2 separate regions of the Danio rerio genome follow, and region 1 is linked to region 2. A link is a contact called in public HiChIP or PLAC-seq data. All regions are on one chromosome and are shown on one strand. Each heading gives the region's core, a stretch centred on a gene start, on an enhancer-like site or on the middle of the called end of the contact. The rest is flanking DNA. Distances are from core to core; before and after follow the strand shown. Region 1 holds the start of kif2c (kinesin family member 2C). Region 2 holds the start of kiss1ra (KISS1 receptor a).

Region 1 (4,836 bases), core at 1,631-4,130, 130 kb after region 2:
TACAAACTTTCAATAAGATAATATGTTTACTTGCATTGTACAGATCAGTTATGTGCTGCTTACCTCAAAATCTCTCTTCTGCACAATTTAACATAATAACTTTTTTGCACAATTGCATGTCCAGTATTTGTAAAGTTTTTTATATCATCTTATTTTGTGTATGTGTAGTCCACACTTTATAATGGTGTAATCAGATGGTTTTATTAACTGTTGTATAATTCTATAGTTGTTTTTCTCATACTGTATTGTTGTTGGTTTAAATTTAAGTTTACCTAGTATGTTGTATCCTGGTTCTACAAGATACAACGTTTCTATACAACATTTCGATACAACTATAAGTCCATGTAGCAGAATGATAATAAAGCTCAACTTGACTTGATTTATAACTTACATAAAAGCTTTCAAAAAAATTGTTATGTTTGCATGTGGATGGATGTGCTGAAAATGCCTGAAAAGTGATTTATCTATTTATCACAACATAAATATACGGTTTTCTCAAACACACATTGAATGTATTGCTCTGTTGGAATTAATAAATGTATTAACATTTGCAGATTTAAAAGACATTTTATCCTAAGCAAATTACAATGTATGAATTAGGCAAATCAACAATGAAACATTACACAACAATTGCAGATAACACTAAAGATACACGTTAACGCAGACGCATTACGCAACAAAGACCATGTGTAGTACACAAATCTTCCTTAACAACATTCAATAAAATAGCACCTTTATAGTATCTATTTTATGTGTGCATTAATTCTGGGAAATTTTGTAAGAAGAAAAAGGGTAAAGAACACAAAAAGATTCAGTAATGGCTTTACTTCATCTTATGAATAAATATGACCATGTTCAGATAAGTCACAATGACCTAATAGAGGGTTTTCAAAAGAACTATCTATACAAAAAATAGAGGCATAATGGCAGAAAATGTAGTTGAATAATTTGTGACATTTTCTTTTCATATATATGATTAATGTGTCTATCTCATAAACCCCTTTCTGGCATAGACTGTATTTGTTCATGTACCTTTGTGCCCTATTCCATTGTATTATTTCAAATCTAATTTTAGTCTAGACATACAGTTAAATAACACTTATAAAGAAATTAAAAATAACATCCAAAAAGTAGCTGTGTGATAATAGTAGAAAAGGTATAGACTCACCCTGGTTTAGCAACAAGTAACATGACAATGTGTTTTCTGTGCATTCTGTCACCTGTAAGCAGTAAAATAAGATTACAGTTAAATTTACTAACAACGACATTTTGCTCATTTTTATTAATTCACAATTTTAAATAATTTATGGAGAAACAATAGACTTTTAAAAAGAGGAACAAATTACTTTACTGCCTGCTCTACCAAATAGTTGACCATGTTTTGACTGTTTTAAATAATGGTTTACACTATGGCATTGTTGGTTTACAAGAAAAATCAAACAAACATAATCCTACTACACTTGATTTTGGTTTTATTGTAAAAAACAAGACATGTTAAATGAGAATCTGAAATATTTTATGGCATACTTAAAAAAGATGATTTAGTATACAAAAAGTAGTTTGATTATTTTTTAAATAAATTGGTCTTACACTTTATATTTTATTTTATTACTTTAAAATTTTATAGTATATGTATTATTTCTGGTACTTTTACCAAAATTAATAAATTTTGTTTTTAAATAAATTGGTCTTACACTTTATATTTTATTTTATTACTTTAAAATTTTATAGTATATGTATTATTTCTGGTACTTTTACCAAAATTAATAAATTTTGTTTTTAAATAAATTGGTCTTACACTTTATATTTTCAAAAATTGTATAGTATATCTATTAATTCTGGTACTTTTACCATAAACAGACATATCTACTGTTTTAGAAATTATGGAATGTGTTAAAAAAATTACATTGAGTGTGATAACTAGTTACATTAGGAGTTAGGAAATGCAATCCAAAAAAAAAAAAATTCTTAGTGGGGTAGTTAAAGTGTTAGGCAGATGTTTTTTCTCCTAATTATTCCTATTATTTAATTAATTTACTACAGAAAAAAAGGGAAAAAGAACTACAATATCGTCTTTAAAAAATTTTGTTTAAAATAGTTTATGCAAAAATGTGAATTTTATATTATTATGTGAATTTTTATATTTTATTTTATATGCCTTAAAATGTTATATTTCGGAATCAAAATAAGAAAGACCTTTATAATGAAGTGGCTTCTTAACTAAGAAAAGGAATTTGTCTTGGTGACGAGCTTCTAATGGAAAAAGGATAAAGACAGTGCAAATATTATTGTATAATAACACTATTAAAATAAATAATTATATGGAATAAATACTAAATAACATTAATAAATAATAACACATGGGTAATAAAAATGTAGAATAGTTAATTTTCCAGTCCAGTGTAAACTACTCACAATAATCTTGCATAATTTATATAGTGATATTTCAACTATCTAACGTTATACTTAAGAGTAATGAAATTCACACGTCTGCTTAAGTTGAACTGATTTGTTATTTTTACTCCTTCAATATATGTCCTCGATGAATATTCATGTCCTTTATTACTTGAACAAACTTACTTGGTATAACGTTAAGTTAGCCTCCAAGACACTAGCTTTCAAAGACTGATTGATTCCTAGCCTTTATGTTACCAGATTTGATGTTAAAATTAAACAAACTGGCTTTTTGATTGAATTTTTTTAACGTTACGTTAGCTTCTTGCCAAAAGGAAAGTGTCGAACCCAGTGCTATTCTAAGTTCTTATTGGCGCAATGGAATGCCAGTCATTTTAGAATGCTCTGATTGGTCTAAACGAAGCACTACCTACCTAAATAATCCAATAACTTCCGCTGACGATTTTTGAATGTAGAGCGGTTAATGTTGGTTTGTGACTCCTTAGGGCAAAGTAACGCTAGCAGAAAATAGTTGTTTATTGGAGCTACAGACACGTTAAAAATTTCAATTAACAAAATAATACCTGAGATGGACCCCGCTTTGTCGAAACTTCTTATTGGACTTGCTGTCAACATAAGTCGTAGTGATGGTAAGATGCTTGTTTGCTAATTGCTAATCTTTTACAGGCACGAAATGTATCAATCCAGCTGATGTAAAAGTCAAACCAAGTAAAATTAGATTAAGTTGAGCTTGCTGCGATGCAGTAACGTTACAACATGCATTGATGACTTGTGAGAGCTGATGTTTTTAACGTTAAAGTTTAAAAATAAAGCTGGGAGATCAACACTCAAAGAAAAACATTTAACGTTAACGTTAATAATAGCCATCTAACTTAAATCTTAAAGCGTGTAACGGACATACTGCAGGCACAAAAACAACCTGTCATTTCTCCCTGTGCGTTCTTTCCTTGTGGGATTGCTAATTAATGACTGAAACATACAGAACCTATTTGTCAGTGATTGTTTTAAATGAATAATTAGCCAAAAGGGAGAAGTTGTGATTACACGCGCACACACATAATTGATGTTTTTTTTCCAAACCCATATCAATTAGTTTGTTATCTGAGAGAATCTTGAGCGAAATTACATGTATTTTTCATTGTTTATTGTATGGGAAAAAACAATGCATTGTTGCATCACTGAACAAAGTCTGTTATGTATGATCTCAAGGTTCAACAGAAAATGCATTATGTTTATGGCACTGTTTCTCATTATGCAGGAAGAATACACAGCGCTATTGTGAAAACTGCCAACGTCTCTAAATCCACTGTGAATGTAGAATGGGCTGAGCATGGTATGACTAAAGGAAAAGAGGTTTGTACTAAATGTTAAAACCCCTAATCAATGCACACTATATCTCTAGATCACTGTTTATACATTTTCATAATACACTTGGTTAGGGCCGGGCAATATGGCAAAAATGCAATCTCAATAATTATTTTCCATATTGAACAATAATGATAATATGAAAGTTGTTAATGATTCCAGATTTAAAAGAGTACCCAAACAACTGAAGCCACAAAAATTAGAGGGTCCATTAAATAGCACTACATATTTTCGGCCGAAAATTCGGTACATCAACACATTTCTGCTGTGTAATTGACTTTTGGATCAATATAGAGTGAAGCTGTCCAAAGCTTATCATTGTTATTGACATACATTTTGTAATTTAATATATTATTGTTTATCAGCCCAGTCCTACATGTGCTTCTGTACAGAGCAGTTAATACATTGATGGCAATTGATATGGAAAACAAGATTTAAAAAAAAAATAATGTTTTCTTCTAGGTTGACATGAATGAACTCAATCATCTCAATTCTGACCTTATACAACACCTTCAACCATGTCATCAGGAGGAACCTGCACCCACCCCTATTCCGACACCAATGACACGAATGACAAAAGTGAGTTTTGTATATCTTTTCTACAATTCTTGTGTAAACCTTCTTTTAGAAAGTTGGTTTAAAATGAAGATTTGCTTTTTTATTTTTGATTCAAGTGTTGTCTATCTGCACAGTAATTTCACAAGGGATTCAATTGGGTCCTTTTGTTCAGACAGTGCTGTCATGGTATATGCATGTCGGTTGCCATAGTAATGCCATAGGTGTTTGGTGCAATGTCTAGACTATTTTTTCTACAACTGTGAGAATCTGTCAATGTTGAGAGGAAGACCAGTGAAGAGCTTTAATTTTATTAAGAAAAACATAAGTGCGCACACATAAGGGTTTCTGTAATACCATGATCATTTAGTGTAATTGTTTTATATACCAAATTTTGTCAAGCATATTTACAATTTGGTGACATAAAATACTATTAAAAAGAGGGCTGCACGATACTGGAAAACTCTGACATTACGATATTTTAAATTCCTGTGATGTGAA
Region 2 (4,583 bases), core at 666-3,165:
GGGCTATTCTCATCTATTAGATTTTCACTTACAGTGCAAATTTAGCTTTGTTTTAGCCAAGCTGTGTATGTTCAGATGTCTATTAAACAAAATTGTTTGCTGGGAGGATTTAAGCTTTTTTTTATTTTCTGTTCAACAAAACAAAGAAAGTTCAACAGGTTTGGAACAAGTCATTGGTGTATAAATTATGACAGAATATTTAGATTTGCATAAACATCCCTTTATCCGATCAAAAACAATGAGTAATTGTTGTAGAGGTATTTTACATTTTTAGTTCATGTTAACTGACATTTTACTCTAAATCAGAGATGCCCAAACTAGAGCTAGCAGGCCCAAGTTGGGCCCAACCTTAGATTCTGCCTGCTATCCCATTTGAGAAGAGAGGGAGAATGATGGGGATGGTTTTGAGATTGTCAATTCAAATTTAATGCAACCATTTAATGCAACCTTTTGTTTGTTATATTGTTAAAAGCTAAGTAAAATAAATGTTACAATTAAATGGTGTAAATTCATCAGATTTTGTTTAAATGTACATACTTTCACCCGACAATGCAGAGACTTCAGTGAGCAAATTAATTCTTTGGGATTATTTATGGTTTTATTGGAAAAAGTTATCATTAAAAAAAATAAAGTTTACATACATTACAGTTTAAAGTAATGTTTTCTGTTTAATTTGAAATATTAGAAAAAAAATGGGATATTACCCATGTTAACCCATGGTAAATTTACTTTCGGCCCACAGCTCTCAACAATGTTTGGTGTTTGGCCCTTCATACTAAAAAGTTTGGGCACCCCTGCTCTATATATAGCTTTGAAGTAAAATTTTACACTTTACTCCTAATCTATTCAGTGCAACAGCATTTATTTTTTTCATATTTCAAATATATACACTGCATTTTTGTTTGATTATTATTAACCAATGTTATTATATATATTATATTATATAATATATTATAATATTAATATTATATTATATTAATATTATATTATTAAGTTTGATTATTATTAACCAATGTCAGCCATGCATTAAACGGTAGAGATGATTCATTTATTAATATATATATTTTTTTTAATAGAGGGAGCTTTTAATCTCTAAGTCAGTTCAGTGCTCAGACGGACCCCTGTGCTCTTATCTGAGCAGTAACTGTGTGATTCAACCATGATTGGTGGGCTTATTCTCAACACCTTAGGTTGGTCTGATTGAATTGCACATTCATAGTTTCAATATGCTTCGATTTGCAGCAAAGAGCACACATATAAACCATTTTCAAAGGAATAAAGTAACAGGAGCCCAACAAAAGGACCCTATATAGCAATTTGCCTTGATGTGTATAGTGAACAGTCCCAAGAAGCAGTAATTGCATATGTCCATGCTGTGGCCAATAACTTGTAGGTTAGAATTATGTGTTGTAGTAGACCAAATTGATCACTCTGATTGCACAGGTTTTTGTATCTTTAGGCTATGTGTATATTGCAGGGTAAATAACACATTTATATTTTACTCTCTCTGCGCACGGAGCAGTGGAATGAGAAAGAGAGAGGGAGAGAGAGACCTAAAATTGTTGCTAGGCGACCTGACATCAGTTCTTCATTCTACAATCATTGCGTAGCCCACGTGTGTCGAGACTCTGTATAAAGCCAATGGGAGCCAATCCACTCTGCCTTTGAGTGGATGCTGTTCGCAGGGCTCCTTTTTTAAAGAGCTGAAGAGAAGTCAAATTACGGCGATCGTCTCTCTCGAAAGACGCATCAACCTGTGCAATTTTTTCAGTGTGAGACTTAAGAACACACAACACATTAGATTCAGATGAAGATCAAGTTTTGTGGATTAGTGGGCATGAGGATTTTGACACCGCAGGAATAAAAAAGACACTTTTTTTGTGTTGTTTGTAAGCTTTTTTTGCTATCTGAAATCATGTTTTCTGGTGAAGACTGGAATTCTAGTGAGCTTCTGAATGGCTCTTTCAGAAACTCTTCTATGGAGGATTCGGAGGACGGGGAGCACCCGTTCCTGACAGATGCATGGCTTGTGCCGCTCTTTTTCTCTCTCATCATGCTAGTGGGGCTGATCGGAAACTCACTGGTGATTTATGTCATCTCCAAACACAGACAGATGAGGACGGCTACTAACTTTTACATAGGTGAGTCTGAGCCAAACCTTTTACTAAATCACAATGTTTATTTCTGAAAATTACATTAAGAACATTTTTAAAATAGTGGAAAAAAGAAGAAATAATAATAATAATATTTAATAAAAAGAAACATTTGAATTTTAATTTAGTTTCTTTTGTATGTTTTTATTTTTGTGCATATTGTTTTTAATCATATTATCAATCAGTTTTAATCATATTAACTATAGATGAACAGTTTAATTAGTATTCTAACTGCTCTATGAAGCACTTTGAGGTTCTTTTTATGTCTAAAAAGTGCTATGCTTTCATTAATATTAATGCTCACACTTTACAATAATGTTTTCACTAACTAACGTGAACTAAGTATGAACACTACTGTAGAGCATTTATTTATCATAGTTCAACATTTACTAATGCCTTATTAAAAGCCAAAGCCATGCTTGTTAACATTAGTTAATGCACTGTAATTCAACATAACTGTATTTTAATTAACTAACATTAATAATCATGAACAAATACAGTAATGAATGTATTGTTCAGTGTTTGTTCATCACTGTAAAAATTATGTCTGCAAAAACAATCTGTCTGGGTTGAATTTGAACAAATCAAATGTAGTAATGTTCAACTTGATTTGTTTGTTTAAATTCAGCTCAAAAAATTGTTTACAACCACTTAACTTAAACAAATCTTTACAGATTTTTTTAGTGATGTTAGTAAAAACATCAGCTAACATTAAAATATTTGACCTCATTGTAAAGTGTTACCATATTATCAGTGATAATATTAATAAACTATTAGTACTATTAAACTAATTATTAGCACTTTATCTTTCCTTTTAGTGAGTTTATATTCAGACAGTACACTGAGTTCAGTCTAAAGTACTGCAGTGACAGAAATAAATTGTGCTTCAACCTCTTAATGACTAAATATGATGGATTAGCCACAGGATGTTGTGCTGACATGTAATTGTATGAATTATTGCATTCCCTTAAGGAACACTGCACAAGGACCTCTTAAGACAGATTGCACGGTTAGGAAATGCCATAAAATTGGAACTTAAATGACTTACTACTAGAAAAAAAAATCTCTGAAATATTTTTTTTGCATTTAAGTTGTATTACATTTGATTGTATTTGTACTTTTAGTTGGGTTTTTTTGCATACAGTGATTTTTTTTGATGAGCATGACAGAAAATGAAGTCAAATTGAAGGGATAGTTCACCTAAAATGAAAATTCGGCAAAACTAGCATTTCTTTTAGTTTTGTTGAACCCAAAAAATAGATATTTTGTGGTGGTTAGCACTGTCGCCTCACAGAAAGAATGTCACTGGTTCAAGTCCTGGATGGGTCAGTTGTCATTTCTGTGTGGAGTTTGCATGTTCTCCCCATGTTGGTGTGGGTTTCTTCTGGGTGCTCCGGTTTCCCCCACAAGTCCAAAGACATGTCGGTGAATTGAATAAACTAAATTGGCCGTAATGTATGTGTGTGAAGGAGTGTGTATGGATGTTTCCTAGTACTGGGTTGCAGCTGGAAGGGCATCCGCTGTATAAAACATATGTTGGTGGTTCATTCCTCTGTCGTGACCCCTGATGAATAAAGGGACTAAGCTGAAGAAAAATGAATGAATGAAAACATGTATCATTAACCTGCAAAATGATATCATTAACCTAACAAAAATGTTAAGTCTCAATGGTTACATGCTTCAACATGCTTCAAAATATCTTCTTTTGTGTTCAACAGAACATAAAAACTGATTAGTGAGTAAATGATAGGAGAACTGCTATTTTTGGGTGAACTATCCCTTTAACATTCTGTGGCTCAGTCTGATTTTCCAGGTTTCTGCTTCTATTTTATTCCCTTTATTTTATACACTGCATATCTGCCTGCATTTTATCTCACACCCCCATAAGATAACAGTGATATGCACACCTCACATCACACATTCAAAAGAAATGGATTGTTTTTCACATGTATATTTAATTCCTCAGCTAACTTGGCTGCCACCGACATCATTTTTCTGCTGTGCTGTGTGCCGTTCACCGCCACCCTCTACCCTCTGCCCGGCTGGATATTTGGGGACTTCATGTGCAAATTTGTTGCTTTTCTTCAACAGGTAATAATAGAACCTCAGGGAACAAAACTGCACAAGAAGCATCGTTTCAAAATAAGATACTGTATGTCTTTGCTGTGTCATCTAAGAATGTTTTTGAGGACAAAACCAGTGACTGCAAGTAGAAATTATAGGAGGAATAAATGTGCAAAGATCAATGATGATAGGATTCTGCACTTCAATAATGTATCCAACAGTGGCACTCAGCACCAATAAATGGATTTGATCATTGATTAGGATCTAACACTCTCGGTTTTAGTTATATTTGTGGTACAGGGAACCCAGATCACGTTTTCATGTCTGGCTCATTTGATGCAATTGTTGTAGAACTTGGTGTATTTG

What was found. HiChIP or PLAC-seq counts read pairs in DNA pulled down with a chosen protein or histone mark.
Region 1: an H3K4me3 HiChIP or PLAC-seq map of embryo shows a contact between it and region 2, with 2.6 times the contacts expected there. The contact joins the promoter of kif2c here to the promoter of kiss1ra in region 2. A contact is called at or near these places in 2 of 18 Hi-C or Micro-C datasets (caudal fin and an unstated tissue) and 2 of 4 datasets of contacts at active chromatin or transcription factors (caudal fin and embryo).

What each region holds. Positions count from the first base shown.
Region 1 is chr2:36,896,830-36,901,665 of GRCz12tu, forward strand. kif2c (kinesin family member 2C) reads left to right here and starts at 2,881. Exons shown (of 21, transcript NM_001114593.1): 1 at 2,881-3,044; 2 at 3,674-3,768; 3 at 4,243-4,359. The coding sequence starts at 2,984.
Region 2 is chr2:36,766,845-36,771,427 of GRCz12tu, forward strand. kiss1ra (KISS1 receptor a) reads left to right here and starts at 1,916. Exons shown (of 5, transcript NM_001105679.2): 1 at 1,916-2,141; 2 at 4,120-4,244. The coding sequence starts at 1,916.